Regions from separate parts of the Mus musculus genome. Here region 1 is linked to region 2. The links are chromatin contacts, called in public promoter capture Hi-C maps. All regions are on one chromosome and are shown on one strand. Each heading gives the region's core, a stretch centred on a gene start, on an enhancer-like site or on the middle of the called end of the contact. The rest is flanking DNA. Distances are from core to core; before and after follow the strand shown.

Region 1 (4,699 bases), core at 1,484-3,983, 1.1 Mb after region 2:
GGACTGTGGCCTCCACAGGGAGTCACTAGCCTGTGGAGTCAGGTGACCCAGCCAGGAGCAAGGGACTCCAGGTCTTGGCAGGTAGACAGTGTAAGGAGGGAGTGTGTGTGTGTGTGTGTGTGTGTGTGTGTCTGTGGGGGACTTGGGTTCAAATCTCACCTCTGTCTCCTCACAGCCCTCCAGCAGGGTGTAGATGAAGGGGTGGGCGGGACTGCCAGAGCGGAAGCCAACAGATGCTTCCTGTGACCGCCCCCCCCCCCTCACTTCGTCTGCCCCGCAGCCTCTGCAGTGTGGAAACAGCAGCTCAGAGAGGCCAAGCTCTGTTCTTGAGATAATGCAGCAACTGGGAGGGGCTGGGCTTTCCCAGGGGCCCGAGATTTCAAGCTGGGTTGTAGCCGCCATGTCTACATGCAGGCAAGACCTCCTTACTATTTCCTTTAAATCCACCAACTGCCTTTTAATTTAATGTGTCTGTTTTAAACTGGAGCTTTATAAGGTCTTGTCAAGGAGGAGTCATAGAATTCATGGGCTGGCTATCATGTATTTTTATAAGGCACATTAAAATAAATTTATCACTATAAAAGCAAAATTGTCTGTCTGCAGATTGTTTAAACTGATGTCACACAGGGTAGGTATGCCTTATCCCTCTCCTCGGAACCGGCTCTGCACCTGGCTCTCCAGACCACGGTAGTATTACCGCAGGCTGTCTGTCATGATTTGTGTCTGTCCATCACCTTTCCAGCCATCAGATCCCAGGGGCCTTGGGGTTTCCCAGAAGTGCTCAGTTCTACTCCAGGGCATCCACCCTGGTCCCTCTGCTGCTCTCCTTACCCAGCTGGAAGTTGTCAGGATTCGAACCCAGGCTACGAGTCCTTTTATGTCAGGGCTCAGCAAGACTTTTGAAGAAGAAAGTGACTTTCAAATGAAGTATTGAAGGGATGACCAGGTCTGCCAGGAGCTTGTGTGTGTGTGTGTGTGTGTGTGTGTGTGTGTGTGTGTGTGTAAGCCAGGTGTTGACTCTGAGTGTCTTTCTCAATGGCTCTCCATATTAGTTTTGGAGACAGGTTCTCTCACTCAACCCGGAGTTCACCTACCGGATTGCAGATGGGCCACCTTACCAAGCCAGCACACGTGTGCTGGGAACCTGAACTCAGGACCTCAGGTCCTCAAGCTTGCTTGGCAAATACTCTATCGATTAAGCTATCCCCCCAGTGCTCAACCTGCCTGATTTTGTTGCCCTGACAGGACAACTCTTTTCAAGATGAGTATGCTGGGGGCCGTTTCTAATCTCTCCTGGGGCAAAAAATGCTGTGGTGTCCAATCCAAACTCCACAGTGTCACAGGACACCTGCTTGGGGCTTCCCACAGGTCTGAGCAAGGGCTTCTTGTCCCTTCCTTTATTGCAGCGTGGGTCATTTATCCCCTGAGACATCAGGGAAGAGTCTTAAGTCAGGGAAGAGTCTCAAACTTACTAATTCCAACGTTTCTTAGAGAGTGGGGAAGAACGCACAATCCCAGGTTTCTGTCTCGAGGGACCCTGCAAAGCGGGTTCGGCCAGGGGTCTCCCAGATCTCCTCCAGGGGTTACAGACCACAAGAGAAAGAGCCTATTACAGGGGCCTGGTACACACTCATGCCTATGGCTTCCCATGTGACAATTCTTCAGAGCCCAGAGTGAGGAGGAGATGGAGATGTGTGAGAAGCCCAGCTTCAGGGAGGGCCTCTAGGGCAGCGGTTCTCAACCTTCCTGGTGCTGTGGTCCTTTAACACAGTTAGTTCCTCATGCTGTGGTGATCCCCACCCATAAAATTATGTTTTGTTGCTACCTCATAACTGTAATTTTACTTCTGCTATGAGTTGTAATGTAAATATCTGATATCCAGAATATCTGATATGTGACTCCCATGAAAGGGTCGGCCGACCCCTGGACAGGTTATGATCCACAGGTTGAGAATTACTACTCTAGAGGCAGTTGGCCTCCGTTCCAGTTCCCACTCCTTTTTAGACTATCTTGGTGACTGCAAGGGAGAAATGGCTTCATCCTGTGCCTCAGTTTTTTCATCTGTGCAATGGGGATAAGAATAGCACCTCCTCCTGGGAAGTGACAGTATTCGCCTTTAATCCCAACACTTGGTAGGGAGAAGCAGGCAGATCTCTATAAGTTTGAGGCCAGCCTGCTCTACAGAGTGAGTTCCAGGACAGCCAGGGCTCTACAAAGAAACCCTGCCCCCCCCCTCCCCCCGCAAACCAAACCAAATCAGACCAGACCAAACCAAACCAAACCAAACCAAACCAAACCAACAGTCCCTCCCTGGAACAGCCCAGGTAAGGAGCTAAGCTTCACAGGATCTCGAAGGAGCAGTTTACTGACAGCTACTGTTTTTACAACCAGACACATTTGAGTTTGAATCCTTCCATTAGAACTACTGTTTGATTAGGGACAGATTTCCATATCGGATTCTTTTTCTAGAAAAGGGCTTCTAGGGCGGTGTTCAGCATCCAGGAAGCAGAGTGCATATAAATGCGGAGCCCAGCCCTGGTGAAGCATTGGAGCCCCTGGGAGTGGTAGATGCCTCAGTCGGGCTCCCTGTGACCCCCCCCCCCCTTCCCTCCCCTGCAGCTGCTACAACCCAGACTTACAGACCTGGCCCCTACCGTCTGAGGGCAAGGCGGAAGTGAGGCAGGCAGCCTGTGGCTTCCTCTTTTTTGTTCTGCTGTGGGCCCAAGACTCCTTACTCAGAGCCTCCGAAGAGGGGACTGCGCACCATGGCCTCCCGTGCAGCGCCGGTCAGACAGACATGCTGTTGTTTCAACATCCGAGTCGCCACCATAGCCCTGGCCATTTACCACATAGTGAGTATTGGGGAGTCTGGGGTGTTTGGTGTGTGTGTGTGTGTGTGTGTGTGTGTGTGTGTGTGTGTGTGCGTGAGGACACACTGAGACCTTCCAACTGGGGGATTGCTACCTATTACTTGTCTGTGGGACCCTGGACAAGCCCTGTGCTACTCTGGGCCTTAGTAGTTCCCTGTGGAGTTGAACAGAATAGTGCCCTTTTGGTTGTGGCTGTGCAAAGAGAAAGGCAGGCTGGCAACGGGGAGGAGTGCAGGTTGGGATTGTTCCAGGATGCCAAGCTCCACACAGGCCCGGGTGTAGGGCTTTCTGGGCCCTTTCCTAGTCTGGGGTCTGGGTTTACCTTTGGACTTCTACTGGGAACCAGCGACTGCTTCCTCTCAGCTCACAGCTCAGTCAAGCTGCCACCTTCTCCCTTCAAGGATGGCTTAAGCTTTGTGGCTGGGGAACTGCTTGGGGGTGGTGGGGGGCAGCCAGCATGTCACAGTGGCTGTCATTGTCACAGTGTGACCCCAGGTCCAGTCTTAGTGACCAGGGATAAGGCTCTCCCTTTGGAGTGGCCTAAAGTTGGAGTCTCTGTTCTCTTCTGCTGGGATTTACCCCTCACCCCCTGCCCCTGGCCACACTTAGCTCTCTGAGGCCCAAACATTTCTTGGCTTCAGTGACTCAGACAGAACCTGTGGCTAACAGCTCTCCTGGGCCTGGAAGAGCTTCCTCAAAATCAACCTAAATCCGTAGGCTGCTGCGCAGAGCCTGGTGACATCTGCTTCCGGCCACAGGCCGTGTGGCACCAGGCAGTGGTACAAACCAGTTCTGTCCTGAAGCTCTTGTGTGCACCTCCCTGCCCCCCTCCCCCATTCCCAGCCTTTGCTGTGCAGTCTCACATGACTTGTTGAACCTCTCTGAGCCTGTTTCTTTAGATCAAAACAGAAGATGAGGATGATAAGAGCTGTGTGTTGGGTGGCTGTGTGGGTGAAGTTGATATCTATAAAGCATGAGGGACATGTGCAACATGGTCCCCTGCCTTTCCATGAGTGTGTCTTGACCCACCTGTCCACCGAAAGCAGGGGTTCTCAACCTTCCTAATGTTGCGACTCTTAAATACGGTCCCTCACGTTGTGGTGACCCCACCCTCCCCAACCGTAACATTATTTTCATTGCTACTTCATAACCATAATTTTACTACTGTTATGAATCATAATGTAAATATATTTTTAGATAAAGAGTTGTCAAAAAGGTCTCAACCCATAGGTTGAGAACCACTGTTCTAGGGCCTGGCATGGGGGATGGGGAGACTCAGAGTCTGTCCTGTACAGCCTCAGCCAGCACAGGAGCTGAGAGGGGCGGTGGCACTCTGTCTCGGCATCAATTCTTTCAGATTGTCATTGCTGAGATAGCACACCATTCTGGGAAGGACGTGACAAGGGTCCTTATGCCAGCTCTGCCAGAGCCAGCTGTTTGAGCTCCTGGGAAAACCCGGCTTGGGGCTTGCTTCCCTATCTAAAGTGGAGACCAGGGGCTGTGGATGGGATCTTTGAACTTAGACGTTTGCAGTATGCTGGAGGTGGGGGTGGGTCACTAAGTGGCTTCAGTGGGGTGGAGGGGCTTGCGGTCGCTGGAACCCTTGCTCCATCTGCTCTGGTGGCTCTGCTCCTGTCTTGCAGAGAAATGTTTCCTGTCTGATTGGCTGGCATCTCAGAAGAGCATAAACATATTAAAAAGTAAATAAACCTGGCAGGCTGCATCGTGCAACCATTGGGTTTTCTTTTTATTCATGCGGTCTAAGCACCTCAGCTGTGGGTGCATGAGTGATGTCCCGTTTCCATAAAGATCAGGACACTGTGGGTCAA
Region 2 (4,912 bases), core at 970-3,469:
TTATTTAAAAGCACCTTGCCCAGAGCTTGGAATAGAGTAGGTGCTTTTAAAAATGGCCATTAGTGTAGGTGTTGCTGTTATCCTCATGTTATGTTACTTACTGATATTTTAGGGCCCGGCTGAGAGCCAGGCGGTGGGAAATTCATTCCTTCAGCTATCTACTCATTTGCCCTAGTAGACCGGTCCTGCAGAGGAGAATCATGAAAACAGGCATTTATAGCATGTTGTACATACTATGGTAGGATGTGCATAATAAGGTGTTTTGAAGCCATAAATGAAGCATCCATAACCAGGAAATGCAGCCAAAGTTCTGCTGGGTGGTTAGTTCTTCCTCTCCAGTCTGTCCTTGGAGAGACGCTGCCTGAAGAAAGGCTGGGAGAATAATGCAGGCAACCCTTGCGCAGCCTTCACACCCTCTGCCAGGGGCCTTGATTCTAATCTCTAGACTCTCTTGCTCCTCAAGGCCTTTTAACTCCCACACAGCAAGGCCACACAGACTTGCCCTAAAATACCCCATCCTCCTGAGTTCTGCGCTGTGGCTGTAGGAGGCTGAGTCATTAGATCTTTCTTTTTAAAACTAAGTTCTAAAGGGCAGCTTCTGGTGAGGAGCGATGCTCCAGGACTGCCTCGTGGGAAAGGGCTAATGACCACTGACCACTGCATTTCCTCACAGGGCAAGGGCAGGATGAACACACTGGGGAGCGATAGCTCCAGGGGCATTCTCATTTCCTTGTAAGTGTCAATCCTGGGTGGGCGAGGGTTCCGTGCGGGATAGTGAGTATACACTTTTCTGCCCACTCCCATCTTGGGGAAATCTAACCCACTTCTCAGGCCAGCCTCCAGAGCCTTTTCCTGTTCCACTTGGCAATAGCCCAAACCAGCCTCCCAACTCACCGGGTAACCACATTTTCCAAACAAGAAATCAAGATGCATGAACTGGCTTATAACTTCTGGCCAGGTTTCAAAAGCAAAAGGCAAACAAAAACAAAACAAAACAACACAACACAAAAAACCTCCTTCCATTAGAGAATCTCTAAGATAATCTTCAAAACTGTTAAAATCCAACTCAAACTTTTTTTTTTTTTTGAGGCTCCCAAGAGTTGAATTTAGGGCCTCACATGCAAGGCAAGCTTTTCCCAGAGTTCTATTCCCAGTTCCAATTCTAGAGGTGCTTTCTTTCTGTAGACCAGGCTGGCCTTGAACTGGGTTTAAAGGCATAGGCCACCACCGCCAGACTTTTTTTTTTAATCACGCCCATTCTTCATACTTTATTTAAGTATTGAAGAGTATCTGTGCTGTGAAGACAGTATTCCGCTTAATAGTTGAGAATACCTAGGAAAAAACTTTTTCCTTAATTCTGCATTTCCGTATCTAAAGAGTCTGTGTGTTGCTTGCCCGATAGAGGTCTGGGGAGCAGGGCAGAGAGACTTCGCAGAGATGTTCGAGGCCTCCAGGAAGGACAGCCAAGTATAAGGTACTCGGTTCCCCACTTCTGAGCTGGAAATCCCCGAGCTCAGGCCCCGGTTGCCGCCCAGTCCCAGTCCCAGACCCAGCGGGATCTGGCTCGAGGCGCCTCCCGGGATCCGGAATCCGCCCGCGACCTTGCGGGTCACTGGGTGGCCAGAGGCGCTAACTTAGACCCAGGTGCGGATGGGCGAGTCGCAGAGTGGGCGGGCGCTTCCCTCAGCCACGTTCGTCACCCCGCTACCCCCACCCCGCGCCGGTCACATGTATACGCCTTCCGTCGCCCCCAGTGCCGAGCGCAGCAAGCCACGCGGAGGCGGAGCGCGGGAGGCGCCCAGGGCAGTGGGTCAAAGCTCTGTAGGCAGAGTGGGTGGGGCCAACCGCCGCGAGCCGCCGGCAGCCAATCATCGGTTCCGAGGGCGTGGCTGCGCCGCGCGCGCCGCGCCCCGCAGCGCCCCCTGAGGGGCGGCGGCGGGAGCTGGTCCGGCTGCGCGCGCAGCGGTGGTGGCGGCGGCGCGATCGGCCGGGCTGTAACCGTCGTTCGTCCGGGAGCGGCTGGAGCGGCAGCAGCGGCCGGGCACGGCGCGAGGCGACGCCAGCGGGCAGCGGCGGTAGCGGGGGCAGCGGCGGCAGCGGGGGGGGAACACAGCGGCGGTCGCGGCAGCAACAGTAGCAGCAGCAAGACGGACTCGTGGACACGCGCCGCCGCCGCCGCCGCCGGGCCGGGCCGGGTGTCGCGCGCCGAGGCTGGGGGGGAGTCGTCGCCGCCGCCGCCGCCGCTCCCGCCGCCGCCGCCGCCGCCGAGGTGACTGAGGAGAGAGGCGCCTCCTCGCTCCCGCCTCCGCCGGCCTTCAATGCCCAGTCCCCAGCTTGCCAGCGTGAGTGCGCCCCTCCCGGGCGGCCCCGCGCGGCGCCCGGGCCTCGGGCAGGGGAGGGCGGGAGGCGCCGCTGCCATTAGAGCAGGCCCGAGACACGTCCCCGGAAGGAGGGCCGGGCCGGGCCAGGGGCGGGGAGCGCGGCTCGAGGTGGGGTGAGCGAGCGAGAGAGCGAGAGAGCGTAGAAGAATGCGGGAGAAGGTGCGTGTGCGGGCAGCATGTGTCCTTGTGGGGGCGAAGGTGTGGTGAGAGCGAGTGGGGACGAGGAGGAGCGTGGCGGACTAGGTGGTGTGCAGGGGTGCGCCTGCGTTTGTCCGGCGCGTGAGCACAGGCATCCTGGAGGCCCCTTGGTCTTTGTGTTGATAGGGAACCCTTCGCGTCCAGGGACTTAATTCACTCAAGCGTGGGATCCCTGAGTTGCAGTCAAGTAAGAGAAAAGGGTCTGAGTCTCCCGTGACGCTGATCTCTGGCGTTCTTTCCCCTTTTCGTAAAAATGTATTGTAAATTTATGAATTTCCAGAGATGTCTTTGCCATCCTCCCCACCCCCATTTCCCAGCGCTAACCATCCAAGCTTGACTCTTGTCCCGGAGTCTGAGTTTTAGCCGGTAAAGTATTCGGAAGCGTAAACTTTTTTTTTTTTGGCAAATGCTCAGTGTTGAGGTCAAGGCTATTTAATGAGGTAAGCCGCGGTATCTTTTATCTGTGACTCTCTCGTATCCTTCTGCAGAAAAGCGCCTAAGAAACGGTCATAAATATCGATAAAGTGCCATAGTTTAGTTTCTGCCCTTGGATTTGTCACGAAGTATAAAGTGACTAATCTAGCGTCATTGTAGGCATTCAGCAAATGTTTCAGTTTGGAGTCGCTATTGCTGGATTAGTATATGGTATTTACTTGCTTCCCCGCTCTGTGTTACTGAGCTGTTTCAGACAGGAAGTGAGAGAAGTTGAGCCTTGTTAGTGTGCAAGAGGAAACTAAGACTATAGAAGAACTCACATTATCAGAGCTTCGTTTTTTGATCCTGACACTCTTAGTTTTGGATCGGATGATCGGAAAGAATTGTTAATGGACTTTTTCTATGGGGGATGCAGAAGAAGTTCTTTTGTTTCATTTGTTTTATTGGACTTTTAGAAGTTCCAAATAGGTTCTTGATTTGGTATCATCTCAAATGCTTCATAACAGGTTGGCTTTGAACTCTGATCTTCCTGCCTCAAGTCTCTCCCAAGTGTTAAAGGTATAGGTATATAAGTAGGCTGAGTTGGGGATTTGAGATGAACTGTTGATAAAGATTTTCTGTTTAATGATGTAATCATAGAAGGTAATTGGAAATAAGTGAGTAAAACTGAGCCTGGTGGCAGAGGTCTGTGATCTCAGCTCCTCGGGCATCAGAGGCCAGAGGATGGAAGGTTTCAGGGGCAGTTTGTGAAACTTTGTGAGGCCTAAATCTCAAAATAGTAAAAAAAAAAAAAAAAAGGAGGGGGGGTGTTCAAAATAGTAAAAGGGATCTGAGGATAGCTCTGCCGTAGAGCACTGCCTCGTACAAAGAAGAACTCAGTTTAATTCCTAGTGACACTACTACAAAAAAATGTTGGGAATAAGGAAAGTTAAAAAAAAAGGTGGTTCTTTGTGATAGTGGGTATAGAATTACAACAAAATTCAATATGAAGTTATCTATCATAGTTCTTTTGAGGTCAGGTCTCATCCTGTAGCCTGGCCTGGAACTTAACTGCTGGCCTGACATTTGTGGTATTCTTGCTGCAGCTTTCCAGCTGCTAACATGGCAGGCATGACCCCACTAAGCTTGGGTAGAAATGAATGGTGTATTCTTAGTGTGTCCTCTCAGAAACTGGCATCCCCTGCTTGAGAGGCAGAATTGTCTTTTCCTGGGAGGTGGGAGTGATTAGTAATAAGTGCTGCTATGCTTCAGGTGCCTTTAATATTCATTTATCACGCCACGAAGGGGAGGTTAGCCTTGTTGGCATTTGTTTGGCAGGCTTTTTGAGATGCTTCTGTTTGTTTGCTAGGCACTGGGGGTTTGGTGATGTGCCCCCTGGACTTAGTGAGATAAGAGACGCATGGGCAGCAGGCACTTTGTTCAGTAGCTTGTCCCAGGTCACACAGATGATAAGAATTGGATTAAAAATGTTTAAGGTCATTTTTCCAGAATACCAAACCATTCTCTCAGTAGCATATCTGATTTTGAAATTTCTCATCCTTAGAATGACCTAGCAGTTTGCACACAGGAGAGCTGGGGAAGCCAATGGAGAGGACAAGTGCCTTTGAGGCAAGAGGATGGTTGGAGGAGATGCTGACTTGAGGCATGTGGGGTCCTAAGCTAGGCTTTCATGCGGGAGGAGGAGAGTGCCTTGAAACTGTCTTGGGGCCCCAGGGTGTGTGCTTCGAGACAGTTTTTATGAGGCACCTGGGATGTGTCTGGGAGGAAAGTCTGATTAAAGAAATGTAGCAGACTTTTATGCTTGGGAATTTTGTTTGTTATTGGGGGGGAATTTATTGGAGCAGAGGAGTCAACTGAAGTTACCACTTTTTTAAAAGTTTTTCTCTTGGGATGTGCAG

Evidence for each region. Promoter capture Hi-C pulls out the DNA fragments that hold promoters and counts their contacts.
Region 1: a promoter capture Hi-C map of pre-B cells shows a contact between it and region 2, with 3 times the contacts expected there. The contact joins the promoter of Laptm5 here to the promoter of Ptp4a2 in region 2. A contact is called at or near these places in 2 of 39 promoter capture datasets (the C10 cell line and pre-B cells) and 1 of 484 Hi-C or Micro-C datasets (the G1E-ER4 cell line).

The regions. Positions count from the first base shown.
Region 1 is chr4:130,910,583-130,915,281 of GRCm38.p6, forward strand. It overlaps Laptm5 (lysosomal-associated protein transmembrane 5), which reads left to right and starts at 2,734. Exons shown (of 8, transcript NM_010686.4): 1 at 2,734-2,852. The coding sequence starts at 2,766. Gm38599 (a long non-coding RNA gene) reads right to left here and starts at 3,310. Exons shown (of 5, transcript XR_001784452.2): 1 at 3,193-3,310.
Region 2 is chr4:129,818,260-129,823,171 of GRCm38.p6, forward strand. Ptp4a2 (protein tyrosine phosphatase 4a2) reads left to right here and starts at 2,220. Exons shown (of 6, transcript NM_008974.4): 1 at 2,220-2,342.